4 separate regions of the Mus musculus genome follow, and regions 2, 3 and 4 are each linked to region 1. The links are chromatin contacts, called in public Hi-C and HiChIP or PLAC-seq maps. All regions are on one chromosome and are shown on one strand. The core of a region is the stretch at or near the end of the contact, and the rest is flanking DNA. Distances in the headings are between cores, read along the strand shown. Region 1 overlaps Pacrg (PARK2 co-regulated). Region 2 overlaps Gm34799 (a long non-coding RNA gene). Region 3 has its middle 110 kb from the start of Gm34972. Region 4 overlaps Qk (quaking).

The links. A called contact is a pair of places that touch in the nucleus more often than the background predicts. HiChIP or PLAC-seq counts read pairs in DNA pulled down with a chosen protein or histone mark.
Region 2: an HNF4G HiChIP or PLAC-seq map of pancreatic cancer cells shows a contact between it and region 1. The contact joins two enhancer-like sites. A contact is called at or near these places in 2 of 115 datasets of contacts at active chromatin or transcription factors (embryonic stem cells and pancreatic cancer cells) and 1 of 9 other capture datasets (embryonic tail).
Region 3: a FOXA1 HiChIP or PLAC-seq map of pancreatic cancer cells shows a contact between it and region 1. The contact joins two enhancer-like sites. A contact is called at or near these places in 3 of 115 datasets of contacts at active chromatin or transcription factors (embryonic fibroblasts, embryonic stem cells and pancreatic cancer cells).
Region 4: a contact with region 1 is called in a Hi-C map of liver, with 2.7 times the contacts expected there. The contact joins two enhancer-like sites. A contact is called at or near these places in 6 of 484 Hi-C or Micro-C datasets (adipose-derived mesenchymal stem cells, cardiomyocytes, cerebral cortex and 3 more), 3 of 115 datasets of contacts at active chromatin or transcription factors (all in embryonic stem cells) and 2 of 9 other capture datasets (embryonic stem cells and embryonic tail).

What each region holds. Positions count from the first base shown.
Region 1 is chr17:10,736,565-10,740,253 of GRCm38.p6, reverse strand. The region is part of intron 2 of Pacrg (PARK2 co-regulated); the gene reads left to right. Among named protein-coding and RNA genes, the nearest start is that of Gm16169, 69 kb to the left of the region's middle. Within about 2 kb of position 2,088, at least 9 of the 459 cell types and tissues checked have an H3K27ac peak or open chromatin away from gene starts, as enhancers often do. A contact at or near this core is called in liver and pancreatic cancer cells, where this site is marked.
Region 2 is chr17:9,844,367-9,848,055 of GRCm38.p6, reverse strand. It overlaps Gm34799 (a long non-coding RNA gene), which reads left to right. Exons shown (of 2, transcript XR_003952248.1): 2 at 1-3,348. Among named protein-coding and RNA genes, the nearest start is that of Gm34799, 61 kb to the left of the region's middle. Within about 2 kb of position 2,130, at least 40 of the 459 cell types and tissues checked have an H3K27ac peak or open chromatin away from gene starts, as enhancers often do. A contact at or near this core is called in pancreatic cancer cells, where this site is marked.
Region 3 is chr17:10,039,120-10,042,808 of GRCm38.p6, reverse strand. No RefSeq gene overlaps it. Among named protein-coding and RNA genes, the nearest start is that of Gm34972, 110 kb to the left of the region's middle. Within about 2 kb of position 1,793, at least 43 of the 459 cell types and tissues checked have an H3K27ac peak or open chromatin away from gene starts, as enhancers often do. A contact at or near this core is called in pancreatic cancer cells, where this site is marked.
Region 4 is chr17:10,207,416-10,211,104 of GRCm38.p6, reverse strand. It overlaps Qk (quaking), which reads left to right. Exons shown (of 8, transcript NM_001159517.1): 8 at 1,474-3,689. The coding sequence ends at 1,490. Among named protein-coding and RNA genes, the nearest start is that of Gm34972, 63 kb to the right of the region's middle. Within about 2 kb of position 1,969, at least 16 of the 459 cell types and tissues checked have an H3K27ac peak or open chromatin away from gene starts, as enhancers often do. A contact at or near this core is called in liver, where this site is marked.

The DNA.
Region 1 (3,689 bases), core at 839-3,338:
GCTGTGCATTCCTTCCCTTCTGTTAGCAAAGGAAATGTGCATTACACCGCCCCGCCCCACCCCCCAGCTGGCAGGAAAGAGCACTAGAAAGCATGGCTTTACTCAAGGGCAGAAGCATCTGTGAGAACTGAAGCAATCCAATGTTGGACCTGAAAGGGTTAATGGGACTTCTTGATGACCCATTAATAACTTGATGTATTCTTGGTCCAATGTCTTATTAAACCAGCTAACACATGATACCTGTTCTCACTCATAGGTCAACCTTAGAAAAAGTTGATGCAAAGGTTACAGAGGCTGAGGAGGGTGTAGCTAGATGACAGAGCATGTTTGTAGCACACACAAGGCCCCAGGTTCAATCCCCTGTACCAAAAATAAAATTAGAGTATAAGAATATTAAATGATATCATGATAGAGTGAGACAGTGCAGAGATTCTTCCGTCTTGTATTCTGGCTGAGGTCATTTCAGGTTTAACTGGAATTTGATCTCCTTCATGGAGAATCCTGTGAAAAATCACCCAACTCTGTTGTAGGATCCCAAGGTCAAGATGCCCCAACTAACTTACCTTAGCTTCTGTTAAACTGCTTGCTTGTGCAAAACCCCCCTGCTGCAGCTGCCTAGCATGTGATATTTTATTTTATTTTATTTTATTTTATTTTATTTTATTTTTGCCTTTAAAAAACACTTGCTCTAAAGTCTCTGGTTACACTTGGGTCCTGAATATCTGAGTGTAGTCCCAGATGTCTGGAATAAAGACTTTAAACTGAGTATAAGCTGGATCTGAGTGGCCATCCCTGATGTGTTATTTGTAACAATATGTTAAATATTGTTTTAAGAGTTCCAATTTTCTAGGACTATAAATATAATAAATACAAATAGTAAAAGTATTTAAACTTTAAGATCCACGAGAATAGAAATATTTGGAATCTTGTATATTTTCCAAAATTTTATTATTTAAATTTTTTATTGAATAAAATGGACAGGTGAGGAGAGAGAAAGAGACAGAGACACAGAGAGAAAGAAACTGAGGCAATGAGGTTGTCATCTTGGGGAATACCCCAAAGTTGGCTGAGTTAGAAACTACAACCTACCCCCTAGCCACTGTATCTCTTTGTTAATGCCATATCCCTTCGCATCACAGCCTGGATAAATGCTGTCATAGAATGATGGGTTACGTGTTGAGTAAACTGGCTTATCATGAATCTTTTCAAGCCATGCTAATCACTTTTGCTATTTCTGCTACAATCTCTGTTAACGGTCCATGTGTGGTAGTGTTCTGTAGTGCCCTATGGAGAGGCCTCACTGGAAGGATACCTGCAATGCGGCCAGCTTTCTGTCACACTGAAGGTCCTAGTCTTTGGAGATGGATTCCTAGCATCTGTGGCAAGGCTCCAGGAACATATGTCCTATGAGGAACTTTTAGAGCTCAGAAGGTGTCAAGATGCAGAAGGCAGGAGGTATGCAGCTTCAGAGAGTTTCCCACACGACTGTTATGTGCTCTTTTAACTTGCACAGCTATAGGGGAGGAGGGAAGACATCTTTGGTCATGTGCTTGAAACAGGAAATGAGGTAGTAGCAGGGGAAGAGGCCTTTCAGACCCCTTTTTGTCCCCAGTTGTGGTGGGAGAAGCACCTTCCTTTAATCTCTCAACACTCTACATAGCAAGGGAAATATTTCCAGAAAAGTTATGGGAAAGTTTACAGGAAAGAGCAGTTGATATAAGCAACCTATAGTAGCTAAGCTGTGGCTGAAGCAGCACATCTATTTATGCACCTCTTGGGGCTAAAGGCTCTTTCCAACCTATGATGGATGCAAAGATAAAAGGTCTCAGCTCAGGTCACTGGATCCCTGGGATCCAGTTGGACCTGTTTGGCTGCTTCTATTCCTGCTCCCTCATCCAGGAAGTAAAACTGTAATAACTGAGAAAAGACACAGATTATGTGCCAGGAGGAGGATAGCTACCTTGATGGGATGCAATCATACTCAAGACTTGATTCCTGGGTCTCTTGTACTGACAGGGCCTGGCCTGAGCACCAGAATCTGTCCCATGCCCAAGGTAGACTCACTGGAGGATCCTGTGAGCTTTGTCCTAGCTTAGACCTTGGTTGAAGATTAATGTGAAGTTATTTACTTTTTCTCCTCCCCCTCTTTCAGCTGCTCAGTGATTGACAGGAAATTCCAGGTCCCACAGTTGTCCTGTTTACATCAAGCTCCTGTTATAAGGAGAAGTGTATCAGGAGAATACTCTGTGTGGCATAGACAGCCTCAGCCAGCAATCCTACCCAAATCCCATAGTGGCTGCATGAGTGCTGCCTGGCAGAAGGCCCTACAAGCCCTCTAAGCAGGTCCCAAGTTTAAGTACTGGAAGACACTCTGCCCTAGCATCATCCCACATGTGAGGCATGTGTTCAGCTCATACTTTTTAAGTGAATAATCAGATAATTATGTGACTGAACCAGGACTCATTACTTCTGTTTATAAAATCAAAGACAAACCCCACAGTTTGTGTGTCTTTTTAGTCCAAGGGTCTAGGCATAGTACAACCAGCAACGTTGGACTTTGAAGAAAACTCAAGCCTTAGGTTGTCACTAATACATATAAACTGAACAACCCACCACCGTTCTTATAGATATTTGAGTACATGTGAGCAGAGAATCCTTTCTTCCCTAAAGAGTAAAACAAGCTTCTATTCTTTCTGAGCAACAGTGAGACACTGATCCTATGTATAAACCTCCAAGCTGCTGTCGAGAGGCGGGCTAGCTCAGGCTCATATGTAGAACCACATTTGTGCAGTGAGGTGGGCTAGCTCAGACTCAATGTAGAACTGTGCAGTGAGCAAACTCAATATTACAGAATCCTATGCTGTTCTCTTTAGTATGTGTCTTTTATGAGATCTCTGGAAATATAATGCATTATATTTAATAAATAGGGAAACACGGGCTCAGAGAGATTAATTTGCCTGAGGTCACATAGATAATAAATGGATAAATCAAGATCTGAATGCGTGCCTGAGTCAGCTGTTCATACTTCCCTGCCCCCCTTCCCATCTCTGAACCATTTAATTTCAATGGTTCCGTCGTTCCTCGCTGATTTTCTTTTTGTATTTCTCACTGACACACTCTTGACTCCTCTTGACTCCTTTTTGTTATCACTTCCAATGTGTCCTTGGATACATCTATTCTTTCTCCTTAGACAACAGTGTGCAAAATCCTTCCCCTTTTTTTCTGTAGGATACAGAAATCATGAGTACCAGTGGCAATCTCTCTACTGCTGAATGGAACCTTCAAATAATTATCTTTTTCTTTCTCCCTTTTCTTTCTTTTTTTAGTTTTTTGTTCTTCTCCCTCGGAATTGTATGCCATGTTGCCTTTTGACAGTTTGTGAAGTCATTCACACATTAGGTAAATAAACAATTTAAACACTTTCATTGCCAACTACCCATATTTTTGCAGCTTGATTTCCATCATGAAATCATAACTTGGCATGAAAGATATTCTAAAGGGAAATTCATTTATTACAGAAAACAGGGAGAAAAATACCCTCTGAGATAAACAAATACTTATCTAGTCTCTGCCTGTTTAATGATGCCTTCCATATACAGAGTCTTCAAGGAGCTGATATGTGTGGCATATCTTGTTGATCCCAAGAGTATAAAGATCTACAAATAGTTACAAAATAAAGTAGAATGATG
Region 2 (3,689 bases), core at 881-3,380, 890 kb after region 1:
GCACCAGGTTGCAGGGCACATCACACTAGCACTCCTGTGATCCTAGCACATGTTATTATATAAGTCTGTTTGTGTTAGTGGGGGTACATATGTGTGCATGTGTGCACATGCAGAGGGCAAATGTGAACCTGTGTGTAATTCCTTAGGGTACTGCCTACCTCGGTTTTTTTTTTAGGCACAGGCTCTCATTGGCTCAGGCCTCCCTTATTTGGTTATGTTTGCTAGCCAGTGAGCCCGAGGGACCCACCTGTCTCCCCAGCTCTGGGATTCCTTCTACCTGCCAACAGGTTGGGGATTTTTTTGTGTGAGTTGTGAAGATCCAACTCAGGGCTTCGTGCTTGCTAACATAGCAAGCATTTATTAGCCATGTTATCATCTCTGCTTCCTGGGGTGTGTCCATTCATTAACTTATTCAATAAGCATTGTGACTGAATGGTGCAATGTTCTACTGAGAAGAACTTAGAACCAATTTTCTGTGCTCGAATCCTGACTCTATCAGGTATCATCTGCTTGAACTTGGCCAAATCACTTGACTTCTCTGAACCCCAGTTTCTTTTTTGTAGAAGGGGTAATAAATAAATAAGGGGTAGGACAATGTGGAGTTTTCAATGACATAATTAATTAATACATATGTTGCTTCCCTAGTGCCCAGGACACAGAGTGTCCTCAAAAGGACATGATTACGCTGTTTTCTCTTTGTCAGAGCACTGTCTACATATACACTCTGTGCCAAGCACTGGAAATGGCAATGGCCACACCACCTCCTTCAAGGCATTCTCCTGTGAGGGAGAGACATTTAAGCCACTGAGGATGAGAGCATCACACATGTTGAGAACACAGCCACTTCTTCACATACTTTCGAGAATAAAATCTGTTGAGTGACTGAGCAAATGATTGCCAAGAGAGAAGCATGGGGTCATAGGCAGACCTGTTCGATGCAAGAACAGAGGTGCGGGTGAACCCATTTACAGGACTCTGGTGGGAGGGGTCTGTCCCGCCAGACAGTTAAACTGAAGAAGACATGCTTGTCTCCGGTCCAACCTGTGCCAGACGTTTGGAGATGGAAACGCTCTATAGCAAGTGGCCCTGGTTAGAGAGATGAACTGCTGTAGGTCAAGAGAGCAAAAAACAAAGGAAACAGCAAATTCCAGGAGGTGAAGGACGCGCTGCTCTAAAAGACTTAAGAGAAACTGGCTGGAAAGAGACTCCCAGAGAGGAAGTGATCGGGAGGCAACTTTGAACCAAGAAACACTAATCACAGCCCCTCACCCACACTCTTCTCCAGACTCATCCGCAGAGCACGTTGCCTGCCTCCTGTCCTTAGAACTGCATCTTGGCATGACTTGTGTTTAGAAAGATGAGGACACTGTGGATTTTAATTCTAATGAGGGACATAGGCGCTTGACATAGTGACATTTGTTTAATACCTTGTGCTCCATGTTAAAAAGGTCCTCCATCTATTTTTCTGGCCTAGAACATAAATGGAGGCCTAGGAGGCAAAGGAGGACACTCCGGTGCTCAGCCCCCCCCCCCCCCCCCCCACACACACACAGAGCCAGCCACTCACCAGAGCTCTTGGGTGTTGCTGAGACAATTCAGTCATTTTTGCCAAAAGTTTATAATGAAAGAGAGTAAAGGCCCCTCACCCCTCATGGCAGCTGCCTTCCTGCTCTCTCTCTCGGCTTCACTTTTCCATTTCCCAGCTGGTAAAAGCCTGAGAGAGAAAGTGCAGACTGACAGTGTCACCCATCTCATGTTTTGCCAGCAAGGACATCATAAACAAAATCAAATAGCTACTCTATCTTACAGAGCATTATAATTGCACAAGGAAAAGGATATTTGACATGGAAGGCAGGATGGAAAATTAATTTCTCAAATAAGACAATATTCATGACTGTATTTAAGTTTACAGAAAACTCCTTCTGTCATTTTTTCCCCCTCATTTTGCCATGAACGAATAAAATTTGGCAAGGGTCAGCAGTAGTTCCCCCAAACACTTTTTATGCCTGACTCCTGGACTCAACACTTAGATGCTGGAAGAATCTGATATTTCTTCTGCCCCTCTATCAACAGTGGCCATTCATAGCCAACAGCAACTATTCACAGCCAAATGACTCATCGTGGCTGCAGACAAACAAGTCAATCTCGTTCCTGTTCTTGCTTTCTGAAAAACATTTCTGGCTTCATGTAGTGCTCAGCCTGGGATGCACTCAGCTGGTGGTTCCCCAGTTATCCAGGACAAAACCACCATTCCCAGGTCCCCGGCTCTGGCAGAACTAAGTCAATGCTGGACCACAGACTTTTGCGTGTGCTTCAAACATTAAATCCTAAAGTACAGTAGGGAGAGATCCATAGTGCCCCTGGCCCTTCCTTTGTGGATCAAGGCTGAGATGGTCTTTATGCCATCTGGAGGTGGTATTGGAGCATGACAACCATGTCAGGTGACCTGCCATTTCCTTAAGCACCAACAGCAGTGTGGTATGAAACATCTTGCCCACATGTAATCCCAGTTTTCCTGTAAGTATGTGTGTATCTGTATTTGTGCAGGTTCTCTCATGTGTGCAAGAATGTGTAGAGGCCAGCATTAACATTGAGCTGCCTCTGTCCATTGCTTTGCTGACTGATTTTTTTTTTTTTTTAGACACTCTTTCACTGAACCTGGAAGCTCACTATGTCTGTTGAATTAGCTGGTCATGGGGCCCCCAGGGTCCTTGCCCCATGCCGGGTTACAGCTGTGTATTGCTACCAGCAGCCTTTCATATGGATGCTGCAGACCCAAGCTCAGATTCCTATGCGTATGTAGCAAGTACTGCAGCCACGGAGCCATCTCCTCACTGTCTTAGAATGGTCACAATCTTCTGTGATTCACCCAACTGCATACTAAACTTCCTAGTTTTATGGTTTGTATTGGGACAAGTCCTCTGCCTTTTGACAACACTACTGTAAGCAACTTGGTCTATGGAGATCTAGATTCCTAATGTTTGCATAGGGCTGAAAGTGTGTTTGGTCCACATATGTGGCTGTTGTTTGCTTTTGGTTTATAGGGTTATGGGTGCACAGGTACAGTTTAAGGCAGTGGTGTCTGGAGAGGCCTATGTTTGCAGGAAGCAATTAGAGTGTGAATAGAGCTCTCATCTGTGGTTCTATTTCTGTGCTCTTCAGTGTCTATGATTCAATTAATTGTACCTTTGTTTGACTTGAAGAATCTATTGAGGAATATACTTGAAATGAAAGAGTAAGTGGCTCCATTGAAATGCATCCACTTCTCAAGCTTTGATGCTCTGATGCAGGTATAGTGTGAAGGCCTCGAGGTACTTGACATCAACAAGTGTCCGCTAGTGTCTCAGAGTGTGTTGCGATCTGTTCACAGCCCTGATTTATTAGGAGAAGCCTTGACATTGACATGCTTGGAAGCATAGTACAGCCATTTCTGTGCCCTCTCCCTTTGTCTTGGCTTATAGGGCCAGGGGGTTTCTAACCCTATCCTAGTCCTGTCTCATTGGTCTTGTTCCCTAGTTGTCACCACACCCTCCCTTCCCATCCACCTCAACTGGAGGGAAGGAAGAAGAGGCTCTCTGAATCTGCATGGGGTAAGGGACAAACAGACCCTGCAGTAATTCCAGTGTGGTTAGGACTGGATATGAAGAGTACTCTCTGGTCTCTCGTTATCCACGTTCATTCTTATAACT
Region 3 (3,689 bases), core at 544-3,043, 700 kb after region 1:
AATTGGTATGCTGACATGTAAATTCATGTAACTGGAAGTCCAAAAGTTTTTCTCGCACCCTTGCAAACCAAATGTCATTTTTAACCTCAATTTTCACATATACTCATTTATTTAAGGAGTTATTCTTATTAGATGGTAAGAAATGAGTTTGGATTCACTCAAGCCCTTATATATCCTGCCTCATCATCTCTTTGGAGTGGGGCAACTTCTGGAGAACATCTGGATTCAGGTCTGAAGATCCTTAGGCAGCTTGGTTCCTTCCATACACTTTATAAATCCCCAGCATATGGCAAGATAGCACCGGATAGTTGCTTTGTCATCCACAGGGACCAAGAATGCTGAGTCATGGTTGCTTGCCACTAGACCAGATGGAACTATCTGGAAGCTGGGAGCAGTTGATAGCTAAGAGAGTCCAGGGAGTCTCCTGTTGCAAAGCATCCACAGATTCTCAGAGTTATGTTGAGTTCTGTGGTGGAACATTTCACTGTACTAGGAAGCGGCTGAGCAGTCAGAGAGTCGCTGGGATCTATGTGCACTCAATGAGAGCCAGAGGGGTCAGGTCTCAGGAGTGGGGCGTGGGCTTCACTGTGCATTGCCGAGACAGCTGGCACCTGTGGGGTGAAGGCTGGGACTGGCAAGAGGTGGGAAACAGGAGAGGCTGAGAAAAGATACTTAGAGCTGAGCCCACAACATTGTACCCTCCTTTGCCAATTATGAAGCACTTAGATTAGTTCTTATTATATAATAGTTTGTACTATCTTTGTAGCAACTTTGATCTGTTATTGTTGACATTAATTTTGCATATAAAAGCACAGAAGAAGAAAGGGAAACAGAAAAGAGAGAGGGAGAAAAAATGACATGTTCCTGAGATTTTCAGGTCTTGGTTATCACTAGCCCACGTGGAAAATTAAATCACGACTTGAGGTGGTCTGACCCTACCCTTGAATGTGGCTTATGGAATCTAAGAATCTGGTTGATGGGTTGAGAGTCTCCATTTTTTTCTCATGCATCTGAGATGAGTTGTATGTGTGTTTCTTAGGGCTGCCAGAGTGAATTGCTCCAGATGAAAATAAGATTCCCCACAATTCTAAAAACTGAAATCCTAAGCTCAAGGTTCTGGCTGGAAGAGACCTTTCTTTCCCTTTAGGACGCCTGGCTTTCAGGAGGCTACCGGCTCGTTGCCATTTCACATGGCTTTATGCGCAAGTGTCTGGGGTCTTTAGCTCTCTATACTCTAGACTTCAAGGAATAACTCAAGTCAGATTCAGTTGGGGTCTGAACCTAAGACCTCAATTTTAACTTGACCATCTCTTTAAGCTTCTTTCTCCAAATAGTTTGATTCTGAGCTACTGGGGGTTGGGGATCCCAGTGCACAAAATTTAGCCTATAGCAACTGCAAAGTCAATATGGACTGTGCCATCTCACTAATGCCTGAGCGTTGTTGAGTCTAAGGAAGTGCACTTTTCCTGACACAGAAGGCTCTTCAGAAGTGCAGGAACTTCAGTGTCAACAGAGAGTCACATCCTGGGGGGTTGGAAATGAGGGCCCTGTGTGCCGCCTTAGGAAGCTGTAGAAAGTGAGTCTCACAAACAGCTGTCTGGTTATGACTTAACGATGAGTGGATGCTAAATTACTGGCTTGTGAAGTCATCTCAGGAAGTTGAACTTGAGATATGCCTTTATTTTAAAAGCTTGGCCATCATTAGTATGACTTGAGAGGAAACTAGAAAATGCTATAAATAGAATCTGCACTACCCTTTGAGCTCAACTTAAAGATGAGGAAGCAGGCTGGAAGTTGCTCTCCAAGCGTCATTTGAGGAAGTCATGTTTACAAAGGGCTGTGACCTCAGTATGTCCGCAGAGAGTCTGACCATTACCTTTATAAGAACCTATTTGGCATCTAGAAAGGAAGGATCCTCAGGAGATTTCATGCCCAGAAAGCATTTGTTCTCAGTGCTCTGGGCTATTCGGGAACGATCTTCACACTTCATAGTTTTCTCCTTAAGAACAAAAAATCTTGAAGGCCAGCGGCTCAAATTATTATGAAAAGCAGTTCCCAGGTGGGATGGTCAGGGCCAGGACCAAGGGCCATGCTTCCTTGATTGCTCTGTCAGCAGGACCAGAATGCAGGCTGCAGTGTGGCTAACGGTGTTATTCTGCCTCCTTATCTGATCATCTCACCGTCATGGGGATAGCTGCAGTCTTAGAGCCCAGCACACTCTGGTAATGTGGTGAGGCAGCTGGGATGAAGGCAGATTTGGAACATCCAATGTTCTACTCATGAACACTGGTGAGAACGAAAGGGACCAGTTTCTTCTCTGAGGCAGGGACCGTAACCCCAAGACTGGCTAGACAGCTGGCTCCTCCTGCCCCCAGAGATTCCAACTGAACTGCTTAGGACAAAGGGCCTTCAAGGGAATTTTTGTAGTTATTTAATTCTGTGGGGAAAACAATCTTTGGTTTTGCTATGTAATCTTTTTCCTTTTATAGGATGACAGCCAAGTTAATCTAACTATGAGATTTTAAAATTTATTAATTTTAAGGTTTTTGGAATGATTTTAAAAAGTAAGTTTGATAAAGAGTAAAGATTTTTAAAACAGTAATCACCTTTTGTGACTTAAGATTTAATCTAGCTTTTTTCAGGGCTCAACAGTGGGCTCCAAGCTCTGCCCGTTTGTACTTGACACCTGGTAGATCTTCCTCTGTTACATCTTTCCTTGCTGTTTTCATGAGAAACCCTGAGCTCTTCCTCTGACATCTTAGTTCTTAAGAGTTGGCATAAGCACAGACCGAACTTTTGATGTGTCTCCAACACTCACTGTTTAGAAAGCCCCGGAGTTCAGTCCTTTAACATCCTTTAAGATATCCCTCAGCTCAGAAATCTGTGGGAACCAATACTTCGTGTTTGTCAGTTGTCTGTTACTGTAACAAGGACCAGTGATAATCAACTTACAAAGAGAAAAGGTTTTTCTTCTTCTTTTGGGCTTTCCCTTAGGATGTTCTAGTCATGACCAGTGGGTTCTTGTGGCTTTACTACTGCAGTGGCTCATCCTGGTGGGAGCCCATGACAGAGCAAAGCTGTTTACCTCATGGCTAGGGCTTGAACTGGAGAAAAGCAAGAGACCAGAGTTCTCTAATCTCTGTCAAGAGAGCACACACTCCTAGGGTGGTTGGTATTGGTTGTCATATTACCTGTGGTGGGAAATATTCCACGTGCTGGGTGATGTGTTTATAAAAAGATAAAGAGGTAGGGGGATATGTTCTATGGAGGTGTGGTGAGGTATGAGGGAAGGGGATGTCTCAGGGGACCTATGTAGAGGCATCCCCCCACCCCCCAGGACCAGCCACAAGACAGTATAGTATAGAATAGAGTTTATTTAGAGCATGGTGAAGGAGGGGGAGTTAGGAGGGTAGTAGAGGCAGAGAAAGGCAGAGAGAGAGAGGGAGGGGGGAGGAGAGAGAGAGAGAGAGAAGAAAGAAAAGTAGAGAGAGAAGAGAAGTAGAGGCCAGCCATGGCCACGAGCACATGGAGAGAGGGGGAAGGGAAGGGAATGGGGAAGGGAAGAGCAAGAGCAGGAGAGAAGCAAGTGATCAAGAGAGCAAGAGGGGGAGAAGGGGTCAAGCAACTTCTTTTAGAGTGGGTCAGGCCTGCCTGTTGTTACCAGGTAACTGTGGGGTGGAGTTTGAATA
Region 4 (3,689 bases), core at 720-3,219, 530 kb after region 1:
GAAGATTTGATTATATTGAAGATACAATATTTTTGTAGTATTTATAAACTGTCCTAATTGATAGACTATAGAAACCATTTTTGTCATACAAAGGTAAATAGGTCTATTATATAGAACATTTAAACCCTGTGAACATGACACCTACTAGGTTTGATTTATGAAGTGGCATAGACTCTAACCTTGCACTGAGCATCTTTTCATTCACATCTCTCCTGCCTTTGTCTCAATGGCAACAGTACAGAAAATTCTGTCAAACCTCAGAATATAGTAGAAATAATTAAGCTGTTGAATGAGTCTTAAAAATTATACTACTGTTAAGTGGACCAAGTTTGATGAAGTAGAATGTGAGAGGTTGATTAAAGAAGGAGCTACTCAAGGACTTTGGAGTGATAACTTTTCCACTTGAGAACTACTTTATGTTTTACTGTAATTTTTTAAATTTTTTTTTGTTCTTTTTTGTTACTTTGCAAAAGAAAATAGTATTTACAGGTGGCTTCTTTTAAAATATAAAAATATAAAGCAGGAATGTATATGAAATGTCAGATTTTATTGTATTTGCAGAGTATTAGCTTTGAAATTGAATAAAGAAAGCTGTTTGTAGTTTTAAAAATGCCTTCTTGGTATCAGTTAGAAATTTCTTCTATTTTTTATGTACTTAGAGTTCTTTGAGGTATAGAGTTTTAAATGGCAGGATTTTACAGTGTTTACATGCAAGTGCATTTTATAAGTGTTCTATATGTGTAAATTAGTATTTTCAACTGGAAAATGTTGGCTGGTGCAAAAGGCCTGGCCTTTTTTCTGGTTCCCATGATGTTGCCTACACTGCTAGACTACAGTATTGCTTTGTATCATGAGGCCAAGAAATTCCATGTTGTTTGTAAATAGAATAATTGAAAAAGCAATAAACATTTATTGAACAAAAGAAACTTTGTTTGGCCCAGAGTTTATGTTGAACCAAATTGTTCATAGCAATTTAAATTTCTTTAGATCCATTTCTGTTAATCATCAGTTATTAATAATCACATCCATCATTAATAGTTGCTTTATTGCTTGCATCTGAGAGAATACTAATGCTTAATAGCAGTCAGATACTTATAACTGCACTGACTGTTCAGAATTCTTTATACCAAACCTGTTCATCATTGTTTCCAATTTCCTTCATTGACTGCTACTAACTATTAGTTGTTAGCTGTATTTTATTTCTATTTTTTTCTTTTAACAAGTCGGGTTTTTCAAATTATTTTTTGTGGGAGTGGGCTCTTCTTCATTTGTTCAAATCATGATATGAAATTGTCATGATTTTTATTGTATTCTGTAGATGGTGTCAATCAGTTTGTCAGAATTCAACATGCCTTTTTTTTATTAGTTGTGATTAGTTTTCATGTTGTCATTAAGCTGTCACTAGCTGAAACTAATCTCTTCTCTATCTTTTCTTTTCTTTTTTTGTTTTGTTTTTTGTTTCTAACCACCCAGCCGCCACCGGCAACTAACCTATGACCTTCTGACCTCTGAACTCTTCACCCAATGATGACCTGACCATGCCTGCCTGCTGATCAGTTAACTGGTAATCGCCTTTGCTTGCCTGTCGTCAGTGCAGCGAGCTGAGGCACTTGTCCGTTCGTCTTACCATCTAACCAAACAAAAGACAAAGAAATTGTCCTCCAACTCAGCTTTTCCCCCCCTGTTTGGGTGAAAGTGGTTCTAGAACCTGCACTGAATAGTAGTAAAGCAATAAGGCCCGATTCATCCCACAGCACTGATCATCTCTCAATGCCCCACCCCAAGCGAACGGTAAGAAGGCCTCTCTTAAGAAGGGGAGACAGATGGCCCTAACTACTCAGTGACAGAGGCAGTTACTGTGAGAGACTTGTAGGAATTTTTTTCTTCTCCTAGCGAAGTCAAAGCTCTCTCTGAATGTACTGTGTGACAATGCATCATGCATGAACCTTCGGTCAGGGATGTCGTTGGGGAAGTGACTTCAAAAGTATTCAAAATTTGACATGCTGTTTGTTTAGTCACTACAGTGCCCTCAAAGGGCAGACATTGCAGCCTTTTTATATTGCCTGCCAAAATTTGAAGTATTAGAACAAAGTGTGCCATGAGAGAAAAACTTAACAAGGAGTTTTGAAAAGAAATGCAAAGAACAAAACTACAACACTATTTTTTAAAAAGTTGAGTATCTGAGTTAAAATTTCCAAATCTTTATTTTACACCACCTTAAAAATTATATGAGAACAAGGTACATGCATTATGTGTCACATTACTGGGCAAACTGTTCAAATATTTTTTTTAAACCTCCCTGTATAGAAAATATCATTAAGGATGTAAAAGCCATGCTTGCCTATTTGCTGTATACATGTAATGAAATTGTAGATAAAGTGTAGTGCATTGAAACAAATGAACAAAAAAGTAGATACTTTTACTATACAAGGGTGCTGGTGCAGAAAAAAATATATATATTTTTGGAAATGTAGCATTTTATACTTTCAAGTGTTATAAAAAAAAAGAAAAAGAACAAAGAAACCCTTTATTTCATTAAATGATTTTTTCTGGTGGTTGTCAAGAAACAAAAGACCAAAAGAGCCTTTTTGTCTTTCTTTTTTATTTTTTAAGTATTGGAATAAGTCTAATGAAAAAGAAAGTGCCTTATTTTTCTTCATGGTCATTTAGTCAAGTGTCCTGTAAGATCAGCTCCTCCCTCAGAATAAAGTTACTGCATGTTCCTCAGTCGCCCAGTATGTGAAAGGAGATATGAGAGGAGACAAATGAGTTGATGGTCTAAATTATAAGATTTGTGTCACATTATCTTGATGCCAGTTTGCCAAATCTGATACTGTGAAAAAATTTGATAGCTTTTCTAATGTCTGACTAGTAAATTTTAAAATGTCATTCTTTTACAAATCATAATTAGTACTTTTGGTTATTACCGTCTTCAGTGTTAGCCCAAAGATTCTGAGGTTTAGAAAAAAATTATGTAAGATCTGAACATCAGTTTGCAGACAAAATTAAATTAGAGCTTTATTTTATTTGGAGAAGAGGGATACAATGGAATTTTTCCTTACCAATTAGAAATAATTGTAATGCCTAAAAAACTTTTTCACAAAAATGAATCTTTGAAATTTTTTATTGTTGAAAAAGTGTTAAGTAACATAAATCTAATCAGATATCTTATGTAGTCCATCTCTGCTGGCTTTAGTAACTGCTCCTAAACTTTTTAACTCTAAAGGAGCGTGGAAAGCCCGCATCACAGTGTTCAGTGACTGCTCTGCTCCATTCTTTCTCCTCTCCAGTTTCTCTCTTGAAAGTCAAACAGTTTTGTAGTTGAAGCAGTCCGTGTGCAAAGCCTGCATCTAAACACTTGCGTTAATAAGTCATTAACCGCTCAGTACCAGATGTGGCAAATCTCAAGTGATTGTGGACTCCTGGCTCATCAACTCATGCCCTCTTCCATACCCTCATGGCTTCACAGTCAAGGTCAGCAGGAAGCTCATTGGTCACCTTCATGGTGACCTCTCCATTATTCTGTCTCACTTGGAACCATTTTCAGTTTATTTACTATGCAATAGACAGTCCTTGTTTTGTACTCAGCTAGCTTTGATTTAATGTACCACTGCTTTGTCTTTCTGTTACACATATGGTTTTGATTTATTTACAATATATGCTGTGCCATTTTGATTTTTATTTTGGTT